Linked DNA regions of Sus scrofa: region 2 is linked to region 1. The links are chromatin contacts, called in public Hi-C maps. All regions are on one chromosome and are shown on one strand. The core of a region is the stretch at or near the end of the contact, and the rest is flanking DNA. Distances in the headings are between cores, read along the strand shown. Region 1 overlaps RNF144A (E3 ubiquitin-protein ligase RNF144A). Region 2 holds the start of RNF144A (E3 ubiquitin-protein ligase RNF144A).

The links. A called contact is a pair of places that touch in the nucleus more often than the background predicts.
Region 2: a Hi-C map of subcutaneous adipose tissue shows a contact between it and region 1, with 2.9 times the contacts expected there. The contact joins the promoter of RNF144A here to the enhancer-like site in region 1. A contact is called at or near these places in 4 of 5 promoter capture datasets (fetal liver, fetal skeletal muscle and liver), 15 of 47 Hi-C or Micro-C datasets (adipose tissue, alveolar macrophages, blood and 9 more) and 1 of 2 datasets of contacts at active chromatin or transcription factors (skeletal muscle).

The regions. Positions count from the first base shown.
Region 1 is chr3:128,772,753-128,778,457 of Sscrofa11.1, reverse strand. RNF144A (E3 ubiquitin-protein ligase RNF144A) reads left to right here. Exons shown (of 11, transcript XM_021087902.1): 6 at 1,981-2,085; 7 at 2,287-2,347. Among named protein-coding and RNA genes, the nearest start is that of RNF144A, 91 kb to the left of the region's middle. Within about 2 kb of position 3,322, at least 12 of the 83 cell types and tissues checked have an H3K27ac peak or open chromatin away from gene starts, as enhancers often do. A contact at or near this core is called in fetal liver, omental adipose tissue and subcutaneous adipose tissue, where this site is marked.
Region 2 is chr3:128,865,607-128,870,948 of Sscrofa11.1, reverse strand. It overlaps RNF144A (E3 ubiquitin-protein ligase RNF144A), which reads left to right and starts at 3,846. Exons shown (of 11, transcript XM_021087902.1): 1 at 3,846-4,060.

The DNA of each region.
Region 1 (5,705 bases), core at 2,073-4,572:
CTCTGTTCTGTGGTCGAGGGAGCTGTGGCCTAAATGCGTCACGCAGCAGGTCCCCGGCATCTGCCTGGAAGGACAAGGAGTCCAGGCATCTGTCTAGCCCCAGGGCCTGCGTTGTTTCTCCTCCTTACGTTGCACCCAGGTCCAAACAGGGCGTTCTATCTCCAGTGACCTCCCAACCCCAAAGCAGATGCTGTTGGAGGGGTTCAGCACCCACTCAACCACGGTGCTTCTCCCAAGTGGGTGCAGGCCTGTGGAGGCTCGGAGTGACCCCCCCCCCGCCCCCACCATGCTTCTCACCTGTTCTGGGGACTCCTTATGGTGTTGATGAGTTTGCCCCTGAAACCCCTGCCATAGAGGCCTCTGAGGGAGCCCCAGGACCGGGCCCCTCCCTTCTCTGGTTCTCTTCATCATTGTGTTGGTGAAACAGAAGTCTCTGAAGAAATCTACATTCACAGCCTCTGCCATCACCCGCTGCCTTTGCCAGATAAAAGGATACAGGCTGACACGCAAGGCCCTCCGTCATGGGCACCAGAGCTGCAATTGACTCGTGAAGTCCTAGAATTCTGTTTGGTGTTCTTGAGAGGTGACCTCGGATGGCCTTGGTGTCTATTTTTTTAAAGAAATTGCCATCTAGAGTCTTTAGTGAGTGAAGTATCCTCGTTTGCTAGGATGGTGAGAATTATCCACTTAGAGCATTCGTTCTTTACATACTTAGTATATATACCCTCTTTCCCGCGTTGTCTTCTAGACGTTTCTCTTCTGTAAAAGTCTTACCCACTCTGAGGTGGGTCCATCCACCTTCATGGCAGATTGGGAATATGAGGCTGGTAGAGAGAGAGAGAGACCTGTTCCAGGCATAGAACAAGTAGCACTGCAGCTGGATCTCATGTAAGGCCCATCTGTTACTGATAGCCATGCATTCTTTTCATGGAGTGGATCAGACATTTTTGGGGAAGGAAGAGGCTTAGGAAACAGCTTGGTGAGCTGTTGGCACCACACAGCGTTATGATACCAGTGTAATATGGTGTTGGTATTCTGGGCTCCGGTATTGTGCTGGGCTGTGATTGGAAGTGGAGCTGCAGGTGCCGGTGAGATGTTGTACTTTGTAGTTCCTTCACTGAAAGGTCCGGTTTCCATGCTCTTTTTTGAGTCCTGGTGTAGGGCCTCGGAGTTGTCTCGGTCTTGTTTGGCGGTGAGCTTACCTGGGGCAGGCCCTAGCTTCCCTTCCACTTGTTTGCAAAGTGCATTGCCAGGGCACCCTGGATTCCCAAGGCTGGTAGAGTAAAGCCAGAGGAAGCTGCACTCTGAAAGGCCCCCATCTTGGTGTAGGCTCTGCTTTGTGCCCTTCACTGATTCTTCTCACTTACTTCAGATGTTCAGCCAGACTGCCAAATGCGGGCAGGGGGGAGTAAGTAATTGCCCAGCAAGGGAGGGTCGTGGGGGGAGGACGGGCAGCTGTAGGGGTTTTGGGTGGCATGCATCTTAGAGTCAGGTGAGGCTGGGTTGGAACCCAGGCTTTGCCCTTGCAGGCTGGGTCAGCTGGCGATCCGTGCATTTCACACATGAATGACGCCATGGTCGTGCCTTTCCTGCACAAATGTAAGGAGTACGTGAAACAGTGGAATAGAGAAGCCTGAACACAGTGTGTTCCGACATCCGAAGTGTATTTGAGGGCTACGGCTTCCCAGCTCCCCTCTGCTCCCCCAATAGGCTCACTGGCGTGGTATCTGCCAAGTTGGTGCTCAGGGACTCAACCGCATCCTTAGTCCTGGGGCAGAAGAGGTATCCCTCGAATATTTGTGGAGTGAACAAAACCTCTAATTTGCTGGTTGCTATGGGCTACACGGCGAAAATACAGAAAACTGTCCTGCAACCGTGGGCCTGTTTTGTCTTTTTTTTTTTTTTTTTAATGCATCACTGCTCCTTCAGCCTTAAGGAAGAAAAGATGTTTAAAAAGATGTCTCTGTTTCTGTTTTTCAGTGCCTGAAACAGTATGTGGAGCTCTTGATCAAAGAAGGATTAGAAACTGCCATTAGCTGCCCGGACGCTGCCTGCCCCAGACAGGGCCACCTGCAGGAGAATGAGGCATGTAGCTGGGGAACTAGGCGCTGCCAGGCACCAGCCTGGGCATCAGGGGGGTCCCGGGATCTGGGGAACTGGGCTCTGCTGGGCACCAGCCTGGGCTCCTCTCTGCATCAGGGGGTCCTGGGCTCTGTCTGGGTGGACCTGGAATTGCATTCTAGCCCTCAGATTGTTTCACTCCTTTTTCTATTTTTTCCCCCGTAGATTGAGTGCATGGTAGCAGCTGAAATTATGCAAAGATACAAAAAGCTACAGTTTGAACGAGGTAGGTGTCCCAGTGTCTTAGCTGGTCATGACTTCTGTGACAGAATCCAGGGAACGTGGGGCACTGCTTTTGGTGGATAGGACTGTGCGTCCTTTGCCTGCAGCAGGAGGTGGAAAGATGCATCTAAATGAGACTTCTGAAGTTTCCCTGTCATTTGAAGTCTCTGCAGAGTTTGCAGCTGGAAGATGGCCTCTGTTGGCAGCAGGTCTCATCGGTCACAGGGAGGATCCATGCAACACAACTTGCTTCTGGGAATTTGGGACTATGGGGTGCCTTTATGAGACCCTCATGGGGCATGCATCCTTCAGCCAGTTAAGGCCTATGGTTGGAGGACTACCTCTTTGAACTTCGTGGAATGTAAAAGCTACAAAGGCGTGGAAGGACGTGCCGAGGTCAGGCAGAGGGGAACGGGGACAGTCACCATCCTGACCACACGTCCGTCCACCTAGTGCAGCCCAGATCTCGTTTCGCCAGGTCTCACGGCTGCCTGGCAAGCTTGTCCATCTCATGCCTGACACGGCAGGGGCCAGCTGACGTGCCCCGATTTCTGTCTCTGGCGGGTGGTGGGGTGGGGAGTGGATAAGGTCCCCCCGCTCCCCACGGTGGCCCGGGCAGCCCTCCTGACTGGATCCGGGCCTCTCCAGCATTAAGACACGAGAGCCTTTCAGGACGGGTCTCTCTCTGCTCTCCGACACACACCAGGATCACAGCGTGGTGTTTTAGAGCCTGTAGGTTCTGGGTGGCCTTGTTCCCACATGTATTCTGGACCTTGGACTCAGCTGAAAAGCAGCAGAGTGACAGAAAGGGTTGATGAAGTCCTATAGGTAAGACTTTACTGTGAAGATGCCACATCCAGATTCTAAAGCTTTTAGCTCGGTTTGTGATCCCTGAAATCCAGTCTTTCCTCTTCCTGGGCTGCTGCTGGCTCCTTTTCTGGACTGGGCATTCACGAGAGGTGCCGCCCTGGGATGTGTGTTTACAGGAAAACACCATCGGCTTTGGAATGCAGGATAGGCCGGACAAAAGTGTACAAAGGCTCCTCCTCGAGCTGAATGTGGAAATTTCTCTCTCTCTCTCTCTCTTTTTTTTTTTTTTTTTTTTCAAGGCATGCTAAAGATAGCTGCATTTCCTCTTGAGGTTCACTTCTCAAAAAAAAAAAAAGCAATATGTTGCCAACTTAAAAAAAAAAATCAAACAGAATTTTTGACAGCCTTAAATTCAAGAACTTATTGGTTTAAATGCCATATGTCATTTGGTTTGGGGCAGTTTGTAGTTTAAATATAATATCTTATGATACAAAAGTTAATATGTGCAGCTAAAAAATTGATCAATTTGGATTTCTGAGACTTTGAGCCTCTCCTGAAAACATTTTCCGGAGAGAATCTTGACAGAACCTGACAGTAATTTGGGTTACCAGAAAATGAACTTTCCATGACATTGAATTTTAAAATGCAGCTGGGTAAATGTTCCTACTTAATACTTTTAACTCTTGTTATTTTTTTCAGTACTTTGGCTTAGTCAAAGAAGATTGTTTTTTCATTTGCATAATGAGGAAGCCAACTTGACTTAAGTTAAATAATCTCTCTCAAACCCATCACTTGAAAGCCTTCTGCTAACATTACAATCAAAGCAGAAAAAAAAAAAAAAAAAAAAGAATGAACATGGGCATTATAGGACCATAGGACCAAAAACCTGTAGGAATGAATTAAAATGTTAGAGCCAAAATACAGCTATATAGCCAGTCACTGGGCAAATTCTGGGGCAGGATCAGTGAAGCAGGTTTCAACCTACTCTTCTCCTTTGAAATTCACTGGGGAGGATGCTGACTGGAGAAAAGTGACATTTTCCATGATGTTCTGACAACATGTAGTTCGTAAAAATTCCTGTGGTTACTTTAAGTTGCAGACACTGTCTCCATTTGCTCTCGGAATGTCCCATCTTATAAACAGAGCTTTGATTTTAATCTAAAGTCCTCCCTCCTCCCACTGGGGACCTGGGGAGGCAGGAGGCCAGGAGGGAGGCTGCAGGGCCCTTTCTGAGCACTTCCTCCCCACCTGGAAGACTCTCCCGGGCAGGAGGGGACAGCTGCCAGGGAGGGTCCATCACCCCAGCTCGCATGCCTCACCGCACTACACTTGAGCTCTGTTTGGATGCCGACCTTGCCACGCTGCAGGTGTTTATTTACATACCCAGGGCAGTGAGTGCTGGACCAGAAGGAGAGGGGTCTCTGGGCCTGCTGCCCTTCACAGCGTGCTTCTCAAAGGACAACCGTGTTTGAGCAAGAAAAGCACCCTTTTAAAGAGTCTTGGGCTTTTTGATAAGTAGGGCTTCTGGGCACCTGCTTCATTAATCTATTATGCATATCTCTCTGGGAAATGGGAGTTAGATGAGTTTCTTCTCCTGTGCCAGAAAATACACTGCTTGCCTTGTTTAAAAATAGATTCTATGCAAATATGCACTTATATAAATATTAGGGACAATATTTATGTATCATAACAGGTAAGATATAATGTATCTCATACATCATGTAAGCTATATGTGTGATAGAATAATAGGTAGGTAGATAGACATAGATACATATGTATTTTTACATCCTGGAAACAAAAACTCTGATGTTGCCTTGTGTGGATTTTCTTATTGCTGGAGTCCCGTCTTGTGCCCCAGCTGGCAGAGTTCAGCAGTGAGAATGATGATGCAGGTGTTACTAGACGCCCGAGGGAGGAGCCCGGGCTGTGCTCACAGGAGGGGCACACGTGCCAGCAGCCAGGGAAGAGTTCTGAGCTGGCAGATGGATGGGGCGGGCCGTTTGCCCCCCGATTCTCCCACAGGGACTCTCCCACGGAGATGGGTGGTGCTGTGTCACAGCTCCTCAAGGACAGAAGTCACACAATTTAAGTCATTACCATGGAAACCCTAACTAGGTCTCCACTGCCGTGTGCTGCAGAACTTAATTGGGCCTTTCATGAAAAGGCAGCTCAGTCACTACACACGCTCTTGTTCCTGTTCTGAGAGGAGTGGTGGGGAGGTGACGCTTGGGCGCTTGCCCCGAGATGCAGGTAGAAAGCTGGTCCCCTGATGAGGTCACAGAAGAAGGAGAGCAGGAGGAACTGGAAGGATCTCAGTTGGACAGCACTGTCCCTTCGGTGTTCTGGTGGACCATCACTCCACGCCTTGTCAGGTCGGCAGTGAAACACCCAGCCGAGGAGGTAGCTGCACCTGTCCGCCCATGTTTGCACGCCCAGCGCCCACACTCTGCAGCACGGTCCTCGGATGCCGTGCACAACGGGGCCCTGAGACGTGGTTGAGGCAGAGCCCTGCTCACATCCGCACAGGTGGGAGGCAGAGCTGATAGAGAAAT
Region 2 (5,342 bases), core at 2,597-5,096, 92 kb before region 1:
ATCAGAGCTGCAGCTGAGGCCTAGGCCACAGCCAGGGCAGCACCGGATCTGAGCCACATCTGCGACATGCACCCACGGAGCCGATCCTTAACCCACTGGGCAAGGCCAGGGAGAGAACCTGCATCCCCACAGGGACTGTGTCAGGTTCTTAACCTGCTGAGCCATAATGGGAACTGCCTATTCTTTGTTTTTGGGGGGATTTTTTTTTGTTTGTTTGTTTTTTTGACTACATATGTTACAGTGATAATAAGGTAGATTTTACTTCTTTGCATTTTTCTCTCCAGGTGTTCTGGGAAAACACCTCCAGTCTTGCACTGTTTTCTAGCTCCACGGGGATGTTTTCAGAGCCAAAGCCCGAGCCGTCTGAAGACAGGGTCTCAGCATGTCCTCTGTGGATACTCTGCTCTAGAAAAGTTTACTGGGGACACTCAGGCTGGGAGCGGAGGAGAGGAGGCCTTGATGGGAAGGAAGGCAGGAGCTGGACAGGAGACTTTTTCCCAAGAAGCCCTGAGAGTGGCAGGCTCTTGGCATCGCCTGGGGGGAGCGCTGCACCTGGAAGAGAAGCTGAGCGCAGCCTGCTTGAAAGGGACGCAGGGCTTGGAGGAGGAGGCTGCCTGCGGCCCCGGTGGACCGGGTGATGGGCTGAGGATGATAGCTGACATCCCATATCCCAGGACATAAAACCCCGCCGGACTCCTGCGTGCCTCTAAGGAGAGCGAATCAGAACCACAACTGACATTTGATTGCCAGTAATGCTTTAGAAATAAGGAACTGAATTGAAGCTAATTTTACAAACGGAAGAAAGGTGACATTTCTGTGCCTTCAGAATGTGATTGTGAGTGTATGCATCCTCCATTGTCTAAAAAAGGTTTTATTTTAAGCCAAGAGGGTGAATCTTGAGCTTCTTCCGAGTTGGTACCTCGAGGAGAAACCTGGGAATGGATTTCCATATGGCCCGCCTCCGGCCCATTGACTGCGGCCCTGACTCCCTGGCCGTAACTATTAGGAAACCATTGACTGAAACCGCCCGCCTGGGTCAGGCAGATCCCCGCCACTTGCAGGAGTTGTGTCACAACAAGAGGCCCTGATGGGGAAGGTGCTGCCCTGAGGGCCAACCGGGAGGAGTTGGCAGGGGCCCGTAGGAGGGAGGAGACGACTAACTTCCCAGGATCCTTGGTGCCAGAACCAACTTCTTGGTTGGTTCCCTGAGTCACACCAAGTATGGGCTGAGCAAGACGATTGGCCAGAAAGACCTGGAAACTAACCCCATTCCCATAAAACCAGAGACTGGCGAGCAATTCTCCGGGGTTTCCTCCCCCTTGCTGCTCTCTGCCTGGGCGCCCCTTCCCCACAGGCTTTCGCTTTGTCAGCCCCTGTGTCTCCTCAGACCATGCATTTCCCAGTGTCAGACAGGAGGCCACGCTCGGGCCCTGGAAGGGGCGCCCCTGGCTGTAACAGAACCATCCAGCACAGAACCTTGCCTTTAGTAGGTCTTCAAAGAGGAGGGGCATATTCAGAAGTGGGTGATGAGTCCCACTGCCCGCAGTCACAAACACCATGGGTATCTTTTCAAATGAGCTTGATATGACAAAGCTCTCAGTGAGGAGCTCCTGATGTGGTACGGTGGGTTAAGGATCTGGCATTGCTGCAGCTGTGGTGTAGGTCACAGCTTCGTCTCAGATTTTATCTCTGGCCTGGGAACTTCTATATGCCACAGGTGCGACCATAATACAAAACCAAAAAGCCAAAAAAACAACCAAAAAAAAACCCCTGAAAACATCTGGGTAAGATGGCTGAGAGCCCCGACCCGTGCAGAGGACTGGATTGAAAACCATCCAGTGATGGGTGGGCGTGACCTTGAGAAACACAGGCTGCTTATCTGAGAGACCAGGAAGGTTGTTCAGCAGCACAGCTCAGAGCAGATGACTCTGGCAGTTAGGCTGCACAGGCCCCATGTGAAACCCCACACAACAATTACTTCATGGCTGTTCTGCAGAATCTTATGACCTGATAATCAGAGAGAAGTGTAACAGATGCCATGATCAGCATGGAGACACACTATTATACAATGTCACCAGGAATCTGGGGATGGGGGAGGCACTGGTGGATTAGGAAGACTCCAGGAAGAATAAGTGCATCTGAGATGCCCTGGATGGCCTGATGCAAATGGCATCATCGGGGTGGCATCCTCTTTCCCCATGTCCCCCACAACAGTCGTGTTAATGGCCGCAAACACACGTGGGAAGGAAGTCACAGGTACACACACATGCACACACACAGACACACGCATCCCCGGGGAAGCACGTACAAGTCTCAATGGCACAGGTGGGTAAGAGGCTGGTGTGTGCACCTCATCACTCCCGGGGCAGCCTCAGCTGTTTCCTCCCCACTTGACTCCCAATGTCCCTGCTTACCACAGAAACATCTGCATCTCAGCACGGACCCATTTATCACCTTCCCTGTGTGTCTGCTGCCATCCTCTCATTCATTCATAGAATCACTCATTCACAAGGAGTATCACACCCCTACCTCCCAGGTACCACAAGCAGAGGATGGGGCGGGGGTGGGGCTTATATTTTCTGTGAAGCTTAGGCCTTTCTGCAGAACTATTGTCATTTTCAAGTGCTGGTAAGATTCTTTCCATTGTGCCTTTTGCTTGAATGATGACATTTGCACAAAGAATTTGACAGAGGCATCAGAAATGCTCATTCATATTTGGGGGAGGGAAATATTTACCAGAATAACTGCTCAATGTAGAGGAGATGGATTTGTGATTTTTTTTTTTTAAAGATGTATATGCAGTAGAGGAAGACAAATTATGCAGAATGTCAAGACAGTTAGGAATCTTGTTTAATTGGGGGAAAATGAGACAGGGAACAGCTAAGGGTGATGGAGTGAATCCTGAACATTTTCCAGTTACGTCGATACTTCTTTATGCATATCTGCCTTACTGAATCCCTGCCAAGATCTGCATTTTTCAGATAAGAAAATGGAAGCACAACAAAGTTAAGTAACTTAAGGTCACGCGGCTGGTAGGTGATGCATCAGAATTCAGAGGCGAGGCTGTGGAGGGAGGGCGCCGAGGAAGGGACCTGTGATGTGGGTTTCCCCTCACTTCTGCAGAAAAGAGCGTCTCCTTTGAAGAAAGCATTCTTCATACACACCGGTTATTTCTGTTCAACTCTGCATGCCTGAGACACATGATTTAGCGCTTGGGTAACTTCTACCAGAGGGAGTGGCAAAGATAAATCTTACAGGAAAATTCTACCTTCAAAGATCTTGGACTCTAACAAGCTGGGAACCCTAAGAATAGGAAAGAAATTGCTGTGCCAGGAACTCTGGAATCCACAGAACGGAGGGACTGCCAAGTTGCCCCCTCTCCTCCATCCTTCAAAGCGATGAGGGAGTGGGGCAGAAAGACATGTGACGCTGGCACAGCAAGGCCCTCAGCCTTCATCGCGAGGTCCTCACATGCCAGGGCATCAGGCCGAGGTTCTAGGGGGCCCGATCTGGTCGGTGGCAGGACTGGAGCCCTGGCCTCCTGCGCAGCCGGAGAGGGTTTCTACCGCCGGCCAAGCGTGTTTGGGGCTCACCCACTACTCTCCGAGCTGGCTCATCTTGAGGCCCCGGAGCATCCGCCTCAGGGACGGTCTTCTGGCCGCCGCCGGACGAGGCGCCTCGTGATCCCCTGGGCGGCGTGGGCCCCGTGGTCCTCGGTGGGCGAGCGGGAGTCCCCGGGCCTGCGCGGCCGAGGGCGGGGCGCGGCGGGCGGGCGGGCTGGCGGCAGGGGGCGCTGCGCGCCGGGCGGGGGCGCTCGGGCCGAGCCTCTGCGCCCCGCGTCTTTGTGCCGCTCGCGCCGCCGCCCACTCTCCCCCCGCGGGCGGTGCGCCCCGGCTGGAGGGCGGGCGGGAATAAAGGGCGGCTCCGGGCAGGGCGGCGCGGGCGGCCCACTTGCAGCGCGGACCCAGGCACCCGACCGCGGACCTCGGCGCGGAGCTCGGAGCCCCGCCCGCGGCCGAGCAGGAGCGGCGGCCCCGGGGCCCCAGCCGCGCGGGACCAGGTGGGTGTCGCGCGTCCCCTTTGTGTCCGTCTCGCGGGAGCTGGGCGCGGCCGAGGGGCCCGGTGGAGGTGGCGGTGCCGAGCCGGCTTCGGGCGCGGGGATCGGGCGGGGGCGATGGCGGGTCCGTGCCAGGGGCGCCACCCTGGCCTTGCCCCTCGGTGGCCCCAGGGCCGAGGACACGTTGGCTCTGCATCGGCATGTGCCCGCGCCCCGGCCCGTCAGGGGGAAGAGGTGGCGGGCGGGGACGGCTCTGGGTTGGGGGCTGCAGGACTCATGCCCAGTTCCAGGAGGTCTGGCGAGGGCGACCTGCTGGGGAGCGGGGAGGCGGCCAAAGGTCAGCCTGGTGGAGTGGGCGGGTGCCCTGTGAGCTCGGCGGTGCATGTCCAGATGCCCAGTGACCTCAGTGGCCCGCCTCCCTGCTTCCCAAACCGTCCTCTCCCAAGGGGTGCGCAGAAACTTCCTTGTTGGTCTAAGCACCCCACCAGCAGGCAGTGATGCCCCGACTCCCCTGCACCATCCCGGGCACCCAGCCCTGGGAACTCGTGCGAGCCGGGAGCCGTAGGGTCAGGCATGGGGAGAAAGGGGTTACTTTCTGTACCCTGATGGTCTCCATAGGCAGGTCTTAGGGTGATTGGTCACGACAAAAGTTCTCTCTCTGCCCTCTTCCCAGTGAAGAAGAAGAATAATAAACCCACTAGAAAAATATCCCACAGTTGCCTTGTGCCAGGCCTAAGGTGGGGAAGGCGGCCCAGGGAATCCTGCTGACCCTTGGGGAGGGAGCTCTGGTCTCTGAGCCAGGAACAGACCCCACTTGGTCTTGCTCTCAATTGTTGTGGGAAGGAAGCGCTTTCCTAGGAGGGGGGCCTGGGGATCTAATAAGGACACATTCCAGTGCACCGGCCAGGGGCAGCCGGCAGACAAGCTGTGTTGAAAAGTGTAAGATGGAAAATGAGGTGGTGCAGACCCTGCGGAGCTTGGGCGACTTCCCAGGAGGGCGAGGCCCGGAGAGGAGGGTCTGGGCTGCTGCTCAGGAGGGTGACAGAGCCATGCTTGAAGGTGGGGCGGGTTGCAGGTGGTAGAAGGAATCTGGGCAGAGGGAACTGCCCAGCAGAAGGAGGGGATGGAACTTCAGGGGTGTGCCCCGAACTTTCCCGCACTTGCAGCTCCAGTGCCCCTGGGATTGGAATCCCTCTCCTGGTACCGAGGATGACCTGGTCTTTTGAGGTTTTCTAGGGCCTTTTCAATTTTTGCTTTTCTTATTTTTTTAGAGAGTGCAAAGGAA